Regions from separate parts of the Callithrix jacchus genome. Here region 2 is linked to region 1. A link is a contact called in public Hi-C data. All regions are on one chromosome and are shown on one strand. Each heading gives the region's core, a stretch centred on a gene start, on an enhancer-like site or on the middle of the called end of the contact. The rest is flanking DNA. Distances are from core to core; before and after follow the strand shown.

The links. Hi-C and Micro-C count contacts between places; a contact is called where the count stands out from the background.
Region 2: a contact with region 1 is called in a Hi-C map of skeletal muscle, with 2.6 times the contacts expected there. The contact joins two enhancer-like sites. A contact is called at or near these places in 2 of 3 Hi-C or Micro-C datasets (both in skeletal muscle).

The regions. Positions count from the first base shown.
Region 1 is chr18:42,252,042-42,259,684 of calJac240_pri, forward strand. No RefSeq gene overlaps it. Among named protein-coding and RNA genes, the nearest start is that of TSEN15, 31 kb to the left of the region's middle. Within about 2 kb of position 3,335, at least 1 of the 16 cell types and tissues checked has an H3K27ac peak or open chromatin away from gene starts, as enhancers often do. A contact at or near this core is called in skeletal muscle, where this site is marked.
Region 2 is chr18:42,713,296-42,720,938 of calJac240_pri, forward strand. All of the region lies in intron 3 of C18H1orf21 (chromosome 18 C1orf21 homolog), which reads left to right. Among named protein-coding and RNA genes, the nearest start is that of C18H1orf21, 170 kb to the left of the region's middle. Within about 2 kb of position 3,481, at least 3 of the 16 cell types and tissues checked have an H3K27ac peak or open chromatin away from gene starts, as enhancers often do. A contact at or near this core is called in skeletal muscle, where this site is marked.

The sequences.
Region 1 (7,643 bases), core at 2,085-4,584:
TTTGCAATAAAGTATTTTAAAATTAAGTCATGTGCATTGTTTTTTAGACATAATGCCATATAATACAGTGTTGTGTAAATGTAACTTTTATATGCACTAGGAAACCAAAAATTGATGACTTGGCTTTGTTGCGATATTTCCTTTATTGCAGTGATCTGGAACTGAACCTTCAGTATCTCCCAGGTATGCCAGTATTCACTTTTCTGTGAAAGGGGTGCCCTCTTTAGCTGGGAGCATGAAAGAGGGAAACTGCATGTGAGGATTTCTCTCTGGTGCCACCTTTGCCATTCTTTTCTAGAGTCCCTAATTGGTGTGCCCTCTGTGTTAGGGCAGCTCAGTGGAATGCTAAGCTAGGTCCTATGGCTGCAGACTAAGTATTTGCTTCTCTTGCCTGAGCCTCTTTAGAAGAATGTTACTAAACACCTAAGATCTCTTGCAAAGAACATGAAGGAAGAAGTACTTTGGAATTCAAATTTACAATTAGAATAGAAGAGTAATCTACACAGTTCATGTAGTCAGCATTTTTATTTTTTATTTTTTGCTGTAATAATGTTTTACTTTTATAAGCCTGAAACCAAATGACTTAACCAAAGCTTCCTGTTTCATCTCTTTCTGAGCATTTCTGTTCTGAATTCCTCTCTGAGGTCGCTTTTTCCATTGTAGCCCCTAGCAGGAGGCCTCTTCAGTACTGCAGCATGGTGATTCCTGCCAAAACTTATAGTTCTTCTACACAGAAGTTCTTTCTTCATCTGCCACATTTCACCTTGAGTGTTTACATGTGCAGAATCGTGTGTTATCCTCTGAACAATTAATAGTACAATTTTTCCTTCTTTCTGGCCAATAGCTGTTCTGTTCCTTACCACCCCCATTCCTGCAGCCTAATCCTCTTAATGATCTTTGGATAAGAACTGCTTGTACTCACTAATAGAGTGGATGGAAAAATCAAATGTCTAGTAGGTGGGTGTGCTATTATAATGTTTAAATGAGTCTGAAAATTTTCCCAAAGCCAATTTAAGCAAAGTCAGAGATTGGCCTTTTAGATTTCTGGGTACTAAGTAGAGGTAATAATAATAATAAGTATTTTATTAAAGGTTATTCATTTATCACTTCATCTTCAGACATTAACTGGTATCTTAGCTAGGGCAACCATTACAAAATACCATGGCCTGGTGGCTTAAACAACAGAAATATATCTTCTTACTGTTCTGGAGGCTGGAACTTTCAAATTAAGGTTCTAGCAGACTCTCAAGGGCTCTTTTCCTGGCTTGCAGATGGCAGCCTTCTGGCTGGGTCCCCACATGGCCTTTTCTCTGTGGGGCATGGCGAGACTGAAAAAGAGAGAGAGTCAGCACATGAGAGTACATGCTCTCTGGCAGCATCTTTTTATTTTCCTATAAGGACACCAGCACCATCAGATTAGGGTCCCATCCTTATGATATCATTTAACTTTAATTGCCTCCCTAAAGGCATTATTCCAATTCCAGTCACATTGTGGGATAGGGTTTCAATATATGAATTTGAGGGGTACATAATGTAGTCCATATAAACTGGGCTCCTTCTCTGTGCTCAGATACTGTGGTACATGCTAGGGATACAAAGCTTGGTGAGACATGACCTCTGCCCTCAAGGAACTCAGACAGCCAAAATTCTAAAAGCCTGTTTTCATTGTGAACTGAGAAATAGTTGTCTTGTGACATATAAAGTTTATGTAGTTTACTTAAGGGTGAATGGGTTCAACAACTTATGATAAATAGTTTTCAAATGATCATCATATGTGTATTATTTGTCCCAAAGGGCTTAGCATTGGATCAGATACAAAGAAAAAGTGCACAGTGAACCTCTAAGGAGCTTACTGTCTCCCTTGAAAGGAGAAAATCTAGATACAAAATAATTTGAGAGCATTATAAGGACAATATTATACATAAATGCAAAATTATAATCATATTGTACTTTATTCACCACTAAGTGCTTCAGAACCGTATATCTTGATGCTCACAACAGAGCTGATGTTACATGTTATTAACTTTTTATCCTCATAAGAGAGAAATAGGACACAGTGGTTAAGTAATAGCTGCATGTAGTAGCAAGTGAGTGGAGTGGATAATACAGATTAGATCCAGGTCTCCTGATACCTGGCACACTGTTGTTTTCACTATTGTTTATGCTGCCTCTTTCTTGTATGATGCAAAGAAATATATTAGTGTGTGCCAGAGTCTTTGAGAGGCAAGAAATTATTCAGTCCTGGAGGGAGTTAGGAAGTGATTTGGGGATCAGTTATATTATCCTCTATTACTTGAACAAATGTATCAAAATGTCAAGCTGTTTGTGAATCATTCTGAAGAACATATTCATAAGCAATATATTTACAGAGTTTTATTCCAGAAGATAAACACATTCATGTTCCTGCTTTTATGTTGGCAAACCTAAGACAATGTTTAATAGTAAATGAAGAACTCAGAAAGTTTCTCTGCTTGCTGACGCTAAATTTTGTGCTGGCACAAAGAGAAACTACGGAAATTTATAAATGATCATTTCACCTCAATTAGGAAGGATCTTGTACCCCAAATATTCCTCAGATCTGTCTGCAAGGCCTTGAAATTCTACCATAATTCTACTTCTTAATCATGACTTAATAATGCGATTTAATTTGACAAACGTTTTGGTAGCACCTTCATGAATAAATAAGACATCACGTTAAGATCTGGGGGAAAGACAATTCCAAATATTTTATTATTAGATTCAATATGTCAAATTAGTTTAACTGTTACAATAATTTCTAAATGTTTATTCTCAATTTCTATACTTACATCATTACAGTGCAGCAGTAGTTTATGGATTGATACCTGTGTATGAACCACACTTTGAGTGTCATGTGTTAAAAGCCATTGATGAGAAGAGAGAGCCTGAACCACAATAATAGCCTGGGCACGTTAGTCAGGATGGGTAAGATTATTATGCAGTAACAACCAGCAAGTTCATTTAACAAATGTTTATTGCTTGCTCATTTTATCTGCCCACTGACTGAAAGGGCCCATTACATGCCCTTTACTCTGGAAATCAGGGTGACAGGGCCTCCATCATCTGAAATGCTGTCAGTTCCAGCTGCAGGAAGCAGAGTGCTGCAGTGTTGCTTTCTGCAGTTAGGAAACAGCCCATGTTACTCCTGCCCACGTTTCACTTGCCAAAGGAAGCCACGTGACTGGCCTCAATCAACCTCAAGAACGAGGGGAAGTGCAGTTCTGCCACATCCCTGGATTGAGGAAAAGGAATATTCAGAGAGCAGCACTTCCAGTAATAGAAAGGAGAGAGCCAGTAGGTAGATTTAACAACTGGATAGCTGTATGAACAGAGGAGGAGTCGGCGTTAAGCCTCAAACTATTGAGTCCTGTCACTTTAATGGGAGTGAGTTTCATGTTGTAATGGGAAGACAGTGAAATGACATTGCAAGAAGGAAAGGGCACTAAGCACCCCCTGGGGGAAATGGGCCATCTAGAGGACTTTTTGCCATTTCATGGCTCAGGTTCTAGAGGTCAGAAGGGAGATCTTATATGGATCAGGAACTTAGGTTCACTGGAAATTTTATTCTTTCTGTTCTTCATATGCACCACACATTGTTACACAGACTATGTTGTCTGGGCCTTTTCTTTACTTCCTAAGAATGGAAAAAGAAAGCAGTTGTGCCTAAAGAATAGAAAATTAGTGGAAATCTATAAGAATATTTCTGAAGGAAGCTGGTTAAATATGGATGCATGGGTGGAGCTGGGTTTATGAGGAGCCTGGTTGCAGCTCTTCTGGGATGGATAGTTGTCTATGTGGGATTGTGAACATAGAGTGTTTGTATAGATCTAGGGCACTTTCAGGGTGCATTAGTATATGATGGGGAGAGAGTTGGGGGACAGACATCAGTCCTTAGGATTTCTCACCAGTCACACTGGTAGTGGCTGAATTGGGCATCATCCTGCAATGCCTGAGGTCCATCTGGGGTTCTCGTGACTATTTCTCTTGAGCACTTGGAAAATTTTGATCTAGTTCTGAACTTCATGGATATGCTGGGGAACTTTCAGGCTGTTTTGGGTCCTCTCCATCTAGATACACTTTCCCAGACATACATTATTCTCTGCTGTCTTCATAATATGCTGGAGAAAGATCCTAAGAACCTGGGATATGTGGGGTTTGTGGAGACTTCCCTGAGCCTGGAGGCAGCAGTGGGCGGTATAGGGTAGGAGTGGATGCCAGCCAGATTCCCTTTCATTTCCTCTACTTCCTTTGGACTGTCTATTTTCTCTCCTCTGCACCAGCAACATTTGGGTCAGGGCGGAGGGCATGGACCACAGGTGTCTGCTTCATGACCCATTCAAGATTCTAATTCTTTTGCTTTTGCTACTTTTTACCACCAACAGGTTTTTCCCCTTAGGTTTATTTTGTCATAGAGGTAGGAAAAACTAATGCTGACCATTTCCAGATCAACTTTCCTTCTAAACATACTGTTTTTGCCAAGATTTTAGATTTTGGAATTCAAAAGTCAGTCATTTGCTTTTTGTGTTCTGTAGCATAATCCTGTTCCTGGGGCAGTGTGCCAAGAAAGCCTGTATGGGAAAAAGTTCACAGGTAACAAGAATTACTGAGAAGGGAAAACGTATCAGTTAATATATCAAGATATTATCTGGCTACATTTACAAACAGAAGGTGTTCATTGTCATTAAAATTCATATTGACACTCACAGACTTATTTAACTTTCTGAGGGTACATTTTATCTTACCTATCATCTTACATTCCACCTAATGATAACACAGTACTTGACACAGAGTAGAAGCTCAATAAAAATCTCATTTGATTGCATTCAAATGTTCATAAATGGACTACTGCCCACCCCATCCTATTCCTGCCATTCCAATGGGAGGGCAAGGACCAGCTGCTTTTCTGCCCTTTCCACTTTGTACAGAAAGCAGAGCTGCATGTTTCTCAGGCCATGAGACAAATCACATCCCACATGATTTGCTTTTTGAAATGAGATCTCTTATATTTTGATCACTTGCCTTAGAGTTTTAGGAAATCAAAATAAGGATTTCTAAACAAAATATATCTGCCTGATAAGGTTACTTACTTTTTTTTTTGGAGACAGAGTTTCACTCTTGTTTCCCATGCTGTAGTGCAAGGGCGCTATCTCAGCTCACTGCAACCTCCACCTCCCAAATTCAAGCAATTCTCCTGCCTCAGCCTCCTGAGTAGCTGGGATTTTAGGCACACATCACCATGCCTGGCTATTTTTTTTTTTTTTGTATTTTTAGTAGAAATGGGGTTTTATCATGTTAGGCTGGTCTTGAACTCCTGACCTCAGGTGATCTGCCTGCCTTGGCCTCCCAAAGTACTGGGACTACAGGCATGAGCCACTGTGCCTGGCCAGATTACTTACTATTTGATTATACACTCTTTTCTATTTCAAACCTATGCATTTATTTATTCAACATTTTGGGGGGGAATGAAAACATGTGAACGCTGCTAAATTTGGAAACTCTACTTAGAAATGGTAATGCCTCTCACATAATGATACAATTATTGTGGATTGTACTTCTGTTAATGACCACAGATGGGAATGCTGTGGTTTTGAATATTAGGTGAAAAATTGGTCATCTCGTCTCCCATCCCAAAGAAAATCATTAGAAAACTTGGCACCTATAAATATAATCAAGAATGTTACTTTTTTTGTAAATCCTTTAGCTATAAATGAATAGAAGTCATCCACTTTGGACCTTAATGTTCCACTTCCACAAAATGAAAGGAGTTGATGCAGGTACTCTCTGTGATCCTCGCTAGCTCTATATTTCGGTGATACTGTAACTGAACGATCTTGCCACATAGATCTTTTCTTCTCACCATCACTCTCATCACCCTCTTCCACCTCTACCCCCGTTAAAAACAGCAACATATTCCTCCCATCATGGGCCTTGTTCATTCACCATTAGAATTGTGCTCCTTTCAAGTTTTGAGGCTGAAGATACTTGTAAGGCAGACTTTTGACTTCAGAAAGCCAACAGCGACATGGGCCAGTTGTGTAATCTCAGTTTCTCATCAGCAAAATGAAGGACAAAATGTATCCTTCCAGGGTTGTGTTTTCCTCACACAAGGAAATGGTTATGTGAGGATAAATGAAGCCCAGCACACAATAAGCTATCAATGATCCTTCCCTTTGCAGCCTCCAAGCACTTCCCATTGATGTGCAGGTTGCCACCTTAGGAGGGAATACATGATAACTAGCTGACATCCAGTCCTCCAAAGAATGGGACCTAGATGTTTAGCAGGGTGTGAAGAAGGTCATCTTAGTCCATTTTATTGTTTGATATTATGTTATACTCTCAGATATTCTGTTATACTATCATTATAGTTTCTGTTATACTATAATAGAATATCAGAGACTGGGTAGTTTATAATGAACAGAAATTTATTACCTCACATTTCTTGAGGCTGGGAAGCCCAAGATTGAGGGGCCAGCATCTGGCAAGGGCTTGCTTGCTTTGTTATCTTATGGCAGAAGGCAGAAGGGAAAGAGAGATCAAGAGGAGCCAAATTATCCCTTTATGATGGCAGAAATCCTGCCCATGAGGATGGAGCCCTCGTGGTCTAATCACCTCTTAAATGTCCCAACTCTTAAAATGACTACAATGGCAATTAAATTTCAACATGGGTCTGACAGGACAAACATTCAAACCACAGCAAAGGTACAGGAAAAGATAGGGAGACAATTTTGCCCCTTGAAAATTTTCTCAAGACCTGATCTTGCTGTTGCTAGCAGTAGTGGTGATGGTGATTATAACACCTTTTTTAAAAAAAATCTCGCTTTCGGGAATCCTTTAAGTTTAGATAAGTTTCATGGGAATAACACCAGCTATACAGTGGGAGACTTAAATAAGGGAAATTTCCACTGCAGGGAAGCTGTACTGGGGCAATTCATTAGAACTGAAAACAAGTTAAACTTAGCACAGCACAAAAGCACATTGAAAAGTTCTCTCTAAAAGAGAAGGGAGAATGTTGAGGGTGTATTTAAGTCATGGGATATGGCAGGGAGCCTTCTGTTGTTGGTAGGGATTAGGTCTCTTGAAGGAATGAATCAATTAAAAACATGAAACGATAACTAGCAACTTATAGTTATATAAACGTGCCTATATTACAGTGGGGGATATAGGGACCTTATTTTGTTTCCTTCTATGTCCCCAGAGGTTAGAACAGTGTCTGAGACATAGTGAGTATTCCACAAATATTTGTGGAATAAAATAAACAAATAAACACACATAAAATAATGTCAAGTGATGACAAATGCTATGAAGAATGTAAAGTGTGGTATAGGGATAGAGTGTGACAGGAATGCAACTTTAGTTAGGGTGGCCAAGAATGACTTTTCTCTGCAGGTGACATGTGAGTAGAGACCAGAATGCAGTGAGGGTGGGAGTCATGCAAATAACTGGAGGACCAGCCTTGTGGGCAAAGGGAACAGCAGGTGCAAATGTCCTGATGTAAGAGCATGATGGGATCTGAGATTCTGCATTTCTAACAAGCTGATGATGCCAGTGCAGCTGGTCCATGGACCACACTTTGAGTAACAAGGGCATAGACTATAGTTTGACCAGGGAGTCAGTACTAAAGTGAG
Region 2 (7,643 bases), core at 2,231-4,730, 460 kb after region 1:
TTGTTTAGAGAATTATATGTTTTTTAAATCATGTTTTTAAAAAATGTAGGAGAAAAAAATGACTACTTAACTAACAATGGGATGGGGAAGTATTTTTAAATATAAAAGCAATGGAAGTAACCACAAGGGAAAGGATTATTTGTCATGTTTTAGTAAAGATAGTGTTGAGGCGAAGAACAAAAGTAACTCAAATTGCCACAAGTAAATGGAGAATTTACTGTAAAGGGATCTTGGATTAACCTCAGAGCAAGGACTGTCCTTGAACTGGACCTTCTCGAGGCTGAGATAGAGAAGCAAGGCTAGATTCTGGAAGGACAGGGATCTGGGCACTGGGCCTCAGGGTCTTCCCTCACTGGCTCATCATCCTAGGCAAATAAGTTATTTCACAGGTTGTCTTTAAATTATTTTTTAAACTAATTTAGAATTAATGTAAGTTCCAATCTTTTTTTTTTTAACCTGCAGAAGTGACTGCCTACTTACTGTTTTTCCTGGCTCTGTGCTATACACACTGAATGAACTATCTTACCATATCTTTAAAATCTAATGGTTAAGGTTCTTATTCCCGTTTTGCAGAAACAGGCTTAGAAGTCAGGTTCATGAGTGATGGGTTGGCTCCTTGGCCACCCTTTGTTGGAGTTCAGGTTTTCAGGCTCCTTCTGGGCTATAGACTTCATTCCAGGCTACCTTGTGGCAATTTGCAAGTCCAGCATCATGTTGTGCTGAGACCCAAAGATCAAGGAGCAGCTTAGAGCTGTGGTTAGATCACCAGTGGACTCATCCCAAAGCATAACTTGATTCTCAACCCTGGTACTAAATCCCTTTCACCTCTGCCAGAGGCAGAAGAGAAAAGATCTTCCAGGACATCAGACACCGGGTGCCTCACAGTGGGAGAGGAACGAGGTCATTGTTGTTATTTGTTCAGAAAGAAAAGATAGTAAAACTCAGTGACATCTTGCTCAACTGATTTTCTCGGCTTGAAAGAGAATTAACAGACACTGGGCTTAAGGGAGTTAAGAATAAATGAGGACGTGAACCATTCCAATGAAGCTGTAGTTTCTGCATTTATGAGATCCTTCTGACAATGCTGCATTGGATAACTATGACACAGAGACAATTCAGTCTCAAGCCGTACTCCTATACTCACCTTTCTTGTTGGTAATTGTATGCAGCAAATTGAGAAAGCTACTGTATTCTGAGACAGAGTGTAAACCAATAATTTTGATAACCTATAATGAGTTCTGTGATGTCTTTTTCTTCTTGTATCTTTTCTTTCCTACCTTGATACCAGTAATTTATAAGGGATCTGTATAGTTTGAATGTATTCGAGGGACTTCATGAATACTTTAGTACTACTTTTTGTTATGACCCAAGGAAGCACCAGTAGGTCTCAAGCATTCCCTGTGTTCTAGAAGCCTGAAATCAGTGAGATGGAACTCAATATCAGGAATTTGAAGCAATGTAAGGTATGGAGAAAGAATGTAAAAAAAAAATCATTATGTAGTTTGGCTAGAGCATAGTAATTAATTGGATATTTTGGTTTTCAAGAATTTGAATTACAATAAAAGGAAATTTTGATATGCTATTTCAATTTTCAGTAGCAAATAAATGTTTGTGTAGCCAGACAATAAAATTGACATATGTTAGTGCCTTAAAAGATATAGGTGATGGCTTTAACCTTATCTGTTAAGTGGCTCATAGTGCCTCATTCATTCATTCATTTAGTAAATAAAACGAACGCCAATTCAAGGAAATCTGTATAACAAATATTTATAAACTTTAGTTTACGACCTATCCTTTGTTTTTTAGTTTATGTAATAAAATCTAAGTAAATAAAAATAATGGACAGTCTCTTAAAAATTCCTTATCACTTATTGGTATATGATAGGGTTCTTTGATGGCTGGAAGATGCTTGAAAATAAAAATAATATTTAAGCTTTCTATAGTTTACCATATAGTTCAAAAGTCTGTGTGCATGTGTGTAACAAGAATATACACATTACTCTGATTCCAGAGACAGCCCTTGATCTGGCTGGCTAGAGTAGTCTCACTACCAAACCCCAGTCTTTATTATTCTGTTGTAATTTCCTCTTCATACTTCTCACCACCTGTCTTGATATTAGTTCTGTTTTTGTTTATTTCTCATTGCCTTTTGCCTTCACTGGAATGCCAGGTCTGTCAGGGCATGAGTTTTTGCCATTTTTCCTGCTCAGCTCCTAGAATACTGTGTGGCCTATAACTAGCCCTCATTTTCATTTATATGGAATGAATGAACAAATGAATCAGTGTTCTCCCTCTTACCAGCTATGTAGAACCAGGCAGCTTGCCTCTATTTTGAGGTCCCTGAGCTATTCCTGGGAAGCCCCAGGGACTGGCATCTTTTGCTGGACCTCTGAGACCCAAGAAGCCATTGTTGGTAGCCAGAGGCCCCTGTGAGCTGCTGCCAATATCTGCACTGAGGGGGCCCCTTAGATCCCAAACTAAGTTCACTTTTGTATGTTCACAGCCAGCTGCTGCTGCTTCTGTCATGGAAGGATCTTCACCAAAGAAGTTTTCTGTCTCCTGTAAAACTGTGCTGTGGTACAGGAATAGCCCACCCCCCAACACACACACACACCTGTCACACACACATGCACACCATGTTACCTTCTTTACCCAGACTCTTGGGCCAGAGCAGTCTTGTGCCTCCAATTTTTTTCTTTTGGTGAACCTCACTTTCTGGCTTTTCTGTCAGGAGCAGGGCAAGGAGTTGGGGGTAGGGAGGACAGGAGATGGTGTGGGAGTTAACTAAATGGGAAGTTCCGAGTGAGGAAGGCTCCCCTCCAACTCAGGGGCATTCTTCTGGCAGCTAAACAAGCTTCTGGCAGGAAAAAATAATTTCCCTGGCACAGTGTGGTGCCTCATGCTAATTACCTCTGTGAGGATCGGCCCACTGGCCCTCCAGGCCATCTGGACACAAGGCACCCCTGAGGAGATCTCAATGTAGCCACAGTCTAGGACTCCTGCTAGAGGGAGATAAAGCTCTACCGCTTCACTTCTTTGTCCTGAACAGTATTCTAGAATGAGCTGTAAGAAATATCCTAATGGGTAATCGCTTTCTCCTCTCCCTCAGCCCCCTACCGTGCATGCACACGCGTGCACACACACACACGTGTGCATGCACATACACACACACACACACACACACACAGGCTGAGAGGCATCCACAGTGTTCATCACAGTATGAATCCTTATGGGGTTTTATTTGGCTTCTTGGACAAATAAGCTGATGCAGATATTTGTTGGATAACACTGTGGCGTGGGTCAGTAGCAGGGGGTGTGAGTCAGGCTCCCGGTTTTAGAAAGGGAACCTGCAGTGCCTGCTGCCATGCCCTCCTACCATGTGTACTCCTTGCATATTATCAAAGCATTCCCAGAAACCCATTCTTGCTTCCAGGGCAAAAAGAATCAGAGGCTCTGCTGGTGAAGGAAGTTTTGTTCCAGAAGGCTGATGATGTCTGTCATGGATGTAGGCAGAGGAGAACAGGGAGCCTCTGCCAGAGGCAGGCCAAGCCAAAGAATGGGAATCAGAGGACAGTTCTCTGATTATTTAAACACGAAACAGGAAGTAAGAAACCCTCCACTGTCTTGGCCACCATGGTGACCACTGCCCATTATTTTTTCAGATATATGTTGTCAAATAATCATTTTAAAAGGAAAATCTTAAAGCTATTATGTTTTATTTTGCAACTATTCAGCATGTTGGGGAAGAATGAAGGAAGGGAAAACAGAACCAGACTTCTAACGAGTGGAAAGGTGATTATCTGTATCATATGACCAGGCCTAGGGAAAAACACATGAGCCACACTCACTTTTTGAAAATCTGATCCTTATTGTTAAGGAAGGTGACTATAATTTTAGAAAGGAAAAGATGAATGGAAGGCTGTCTTGGCTTAGAAAACCCGTTTCTATTTTTTGTCCATCTGAATCACTGTGATAAATGCGGCCTGAGCATCACAAGACTTGCTAACCTTTATGTCATTTCCCCTCCCACTCTGTTGCCAAAATGGCTGGTATTTTTTATATTCATTTTTATCTTGCTCCAAACAATATGTAGTTTCTCCTCATTGATAGACATTCCATCAGCTTGTGAATTATTGCTGATTTGTTTGCATGCGTGTAAACTGCTCTCTGCTCCCACCTTTGCACTATCAGATGGAATTTTCCATGTATATATCTTAGCCTCCTGACTCTCATGAATGTCAACACCGGGGTCATGAACTGGTGCCATCTTGTTCTTGTAGTTAGCCTGAGAAGCTCAATGTATGTTTTTTAAATTTCAATAGGTTTGAAGGAACAGGTGGTGTTTAGTTATGTGGATAAGTTCTCCAGTGGTGATTTCTGAGATTTTGGTGCACCCTTCACCTGAGCAGTGTACACTGTACCCAATGGATAGTCTTTTTGTCCCTCACCCCCTTTCCCCCAAGTCCCCAAAGTCCATTGTATCATTCCTATGCCTTTGCATCCTCATAGCTTAGTTCCCACTGACGAGTGAGAACATACAATGTTTGATTTTCCATTCTTGAGTTACTTCACTTAGAATAATGATCTCCAGTTCCATCCAAGTTGATTCAAATGCCATTATTTTACTCCTTTTTATGACTGAGTAGTTTTCCATGGTATATACATACCACATTTTCTTTATCTACTCATTGATTGATGGGCATTTGGGCTGGTTCCATATTTTTGCAATTGCAAATTGTGTGAGAAGCTCAATTTAAAACCTCATTCCCTTCAAGTTTTAATTTCCATTTAGGAAGTATTTAGATTGATTTTGGTGATCTTTCATTATATATTAGTTAATTTTCCATTACTATGTTTTAACATAAAATACCACCGCCAGCTGTTTGGCAGTACTACCAGATAATATAGATGATGGGGCCTTTCCTTCTAGATAAAGTCACTGTGATTTGGGCACAGCTCTGCAGATGTGAAGTGGGGAATTTCTGTGGAAATTGACCAGTATATGCAGTTGTCCTTAACAGGTTTCATTGCGATAAACCCCTGTCTTTTATATGAATTCAGGCACATGTCTGCATGTATCTGTATCTATATCCTGCTTTACCATTTGGGTTTTCAACATGGTAAGAGCAAAGGGTGGCCCTCTACAGGCTTAGTTTTTCCAGTTGATTTTCTGTCTTCTCTTACTCACCAATGCTTATAAATTCATTAGCAGCCAGAACAGTAGAAGTCACTTTAGTTTTCTGTTTCTCTTTCCCACCAGCAGCCTCTTCACATCTCCTTCAAAACTCACCGATAAGCTTCTACCATGGATGTCACAGAATGTAAAATCTTAATGTTCATCAGTAAATTATTCTTGATTTCCATGGCCCTGATTTGTGTAATGACTACAAATGCTTTCAGAACATTTGATCTTGACAAGGCTAACAATCATGCTTTTTCTTTCTTTCTTTTTTTTTTTTTTTTCCAGTTTTCTAGGGTAGTTGCCAGGATTTTTAAAAACATACCCATCTTATATGCCAGGAATTCCAAAGTCAAAATGTCCATAAACCATTAGGTTATAAGCATCTAGGAATCTTTAGAAAGAAGGTTGGAGGTCACATGCAGCCATCCACCCAGTGTAGACCCCCTTCTCCAGCATCCCAGTCGTAGAGTCCTTCAGCTGCAGGTGGCCACTCCTGATGAGAAAGGGAACTCTTGGGTCACCAGGCTGCCTGCGTTGGTTGTTGGGCATCTGGGGTCAGATCCTTGCGTAAACTTGGGCTAGATTCTTAAGCGCTCTGTTTCTTTCTCTGAAATAGTGATAGTCACAGTAGTAATAACAATAGCAATAATACCACTAGTAATACTAGTAGTATTTCCCTATGGAACTGTTGTGAATGATAAATCAGTTGATATATGCAAAACCATTTGGACACCTGGCAAGAGCCACATACTCAGTCCCTGCTAGTTGGTAATACTGGCCCGGTAGGCAGAATTGTAGAGTAGAAGAGAGCAAATAGACCTGAGTCAGACTGATAAGGTATGAGTCCAGAATTTGCCAATACCTACTCCTGTCAACATGTAATTAAGTTGCTTGATATTTTCTGAGCTTGAATTTCCTTATCTGTAAAATACCGATAGGGAGTCCATCCCCCCATATGTACTTGCTGTATTGATATAGTTTGGATATTTGTCCCCACCCAAATCTAATGTTGAATTGTAATCCCCAGTGCTGGAGGTCAGGCCTGATAGGAGGTGCTTGGATCGTGGGGACAGATCCCCCATGGCTTGGCGCTATCTTTGCAATAGAGTGTTATTGTGAGATCTGGTCACTTAAAAGTGTGTGGGACCTCCTCCCACTCCCACTCTCTCTCTCCTGCTTTCACCATATGAAGTGCCTGTTCCTGCCTCACTTTCTGCCATGAGGAAAAGCTCCCTCAGGCCTCCTCAGAAGCAGACGTAGCTGTGCTTCCTGTACAGCCTGCAGAACCATGAGCCAATTAAACCTCTTTTTTAGTAAATTACCTAAGGTCAGGTCCTCCCTCCCTCTCTCCCTCCCTTCCTTCCTTCCTTTCTTCCTTCTGTCTTTTGCCTGCCTCTCTCCCTCCCTCCCTCCCTCCTTTTTTCCCTCCCTTCCTTTCTTTCTTTCCTTTTTCTTTCCTTTCTTTCACATGTTCTTCACCCAGCTTGAAGTGTGGTAGCACAGTCATGGCTCACTACAACCTGAGCTCAAGCAATCCTCCTGTCTCAACTTCCTGAGTAGCTGAGACTACAGGCACATGCCACCATGCCCAGCGAGTGTTTGTAATTTTTATGAAGATGAGGTTTCACCAGGCTGGTCTCTCCTGGGCTCAAGTGATCTGCCACCTCAGCCTCCCACAGTGCTGGGATTACAGGCGTGAGCCACCATAGCTGGCTAACTTTTGTAGACACAGGGTCTCACTATGTTGCTCAGGCTGTTCTCAAACTCCTGAGCTCAAGGAATCATCCCTCCTTGACCTCTTAAAGTGCTGGGATTACAGGCATGAGCCACCATGCCCAGCCCTCGATTTTTTCTATAGTAATGCACGGCTGGCCTAATACCTGTAGCAAACAATTAGTAACATGCCAGTTTATTTAAAGGGTTAACAAAAATTCATATAAGATTCCTGGTACAGAGTATTCGTGCACTAAACAATTATGATTAGCCACATGCTTAGTTGAAGAGATCAAAAAAGGATATGTTTGCTTAAGACATAATAGCAATATGCCTGCCACATTAATATATAATAGATATTGGGTGACTTGGAGAGTAATTCAGGTTTAGAACTTCTAGAAACCAAAGAAAAGGCACCATAAGATTTTTGCAAATCTAGAGATTGAAACCCTTTTACATTAAACCACTACAATGAATAAGATGATGTGTGTCAATTCTAAATTTCTACTAATGTTTTTCTTCAATGACAGAAAACCACACTGGTTCATATGAGCCATAAGAAAAGGCAAATCGGAATATTTTTAAGAAAATTCAAACTTTTTCTTTAAAATATTACAGGATGCTGCCCCCACCCCTTTCCCGTAAAACCTAATTAGTGGAAAGAATCATCGTTAGGTACCTTTTCTGCAGGTAAAGAAATACCTTGCGTGGGGGTGCGGTGGACAATCAGCTTCCTCCCAGCCATTGA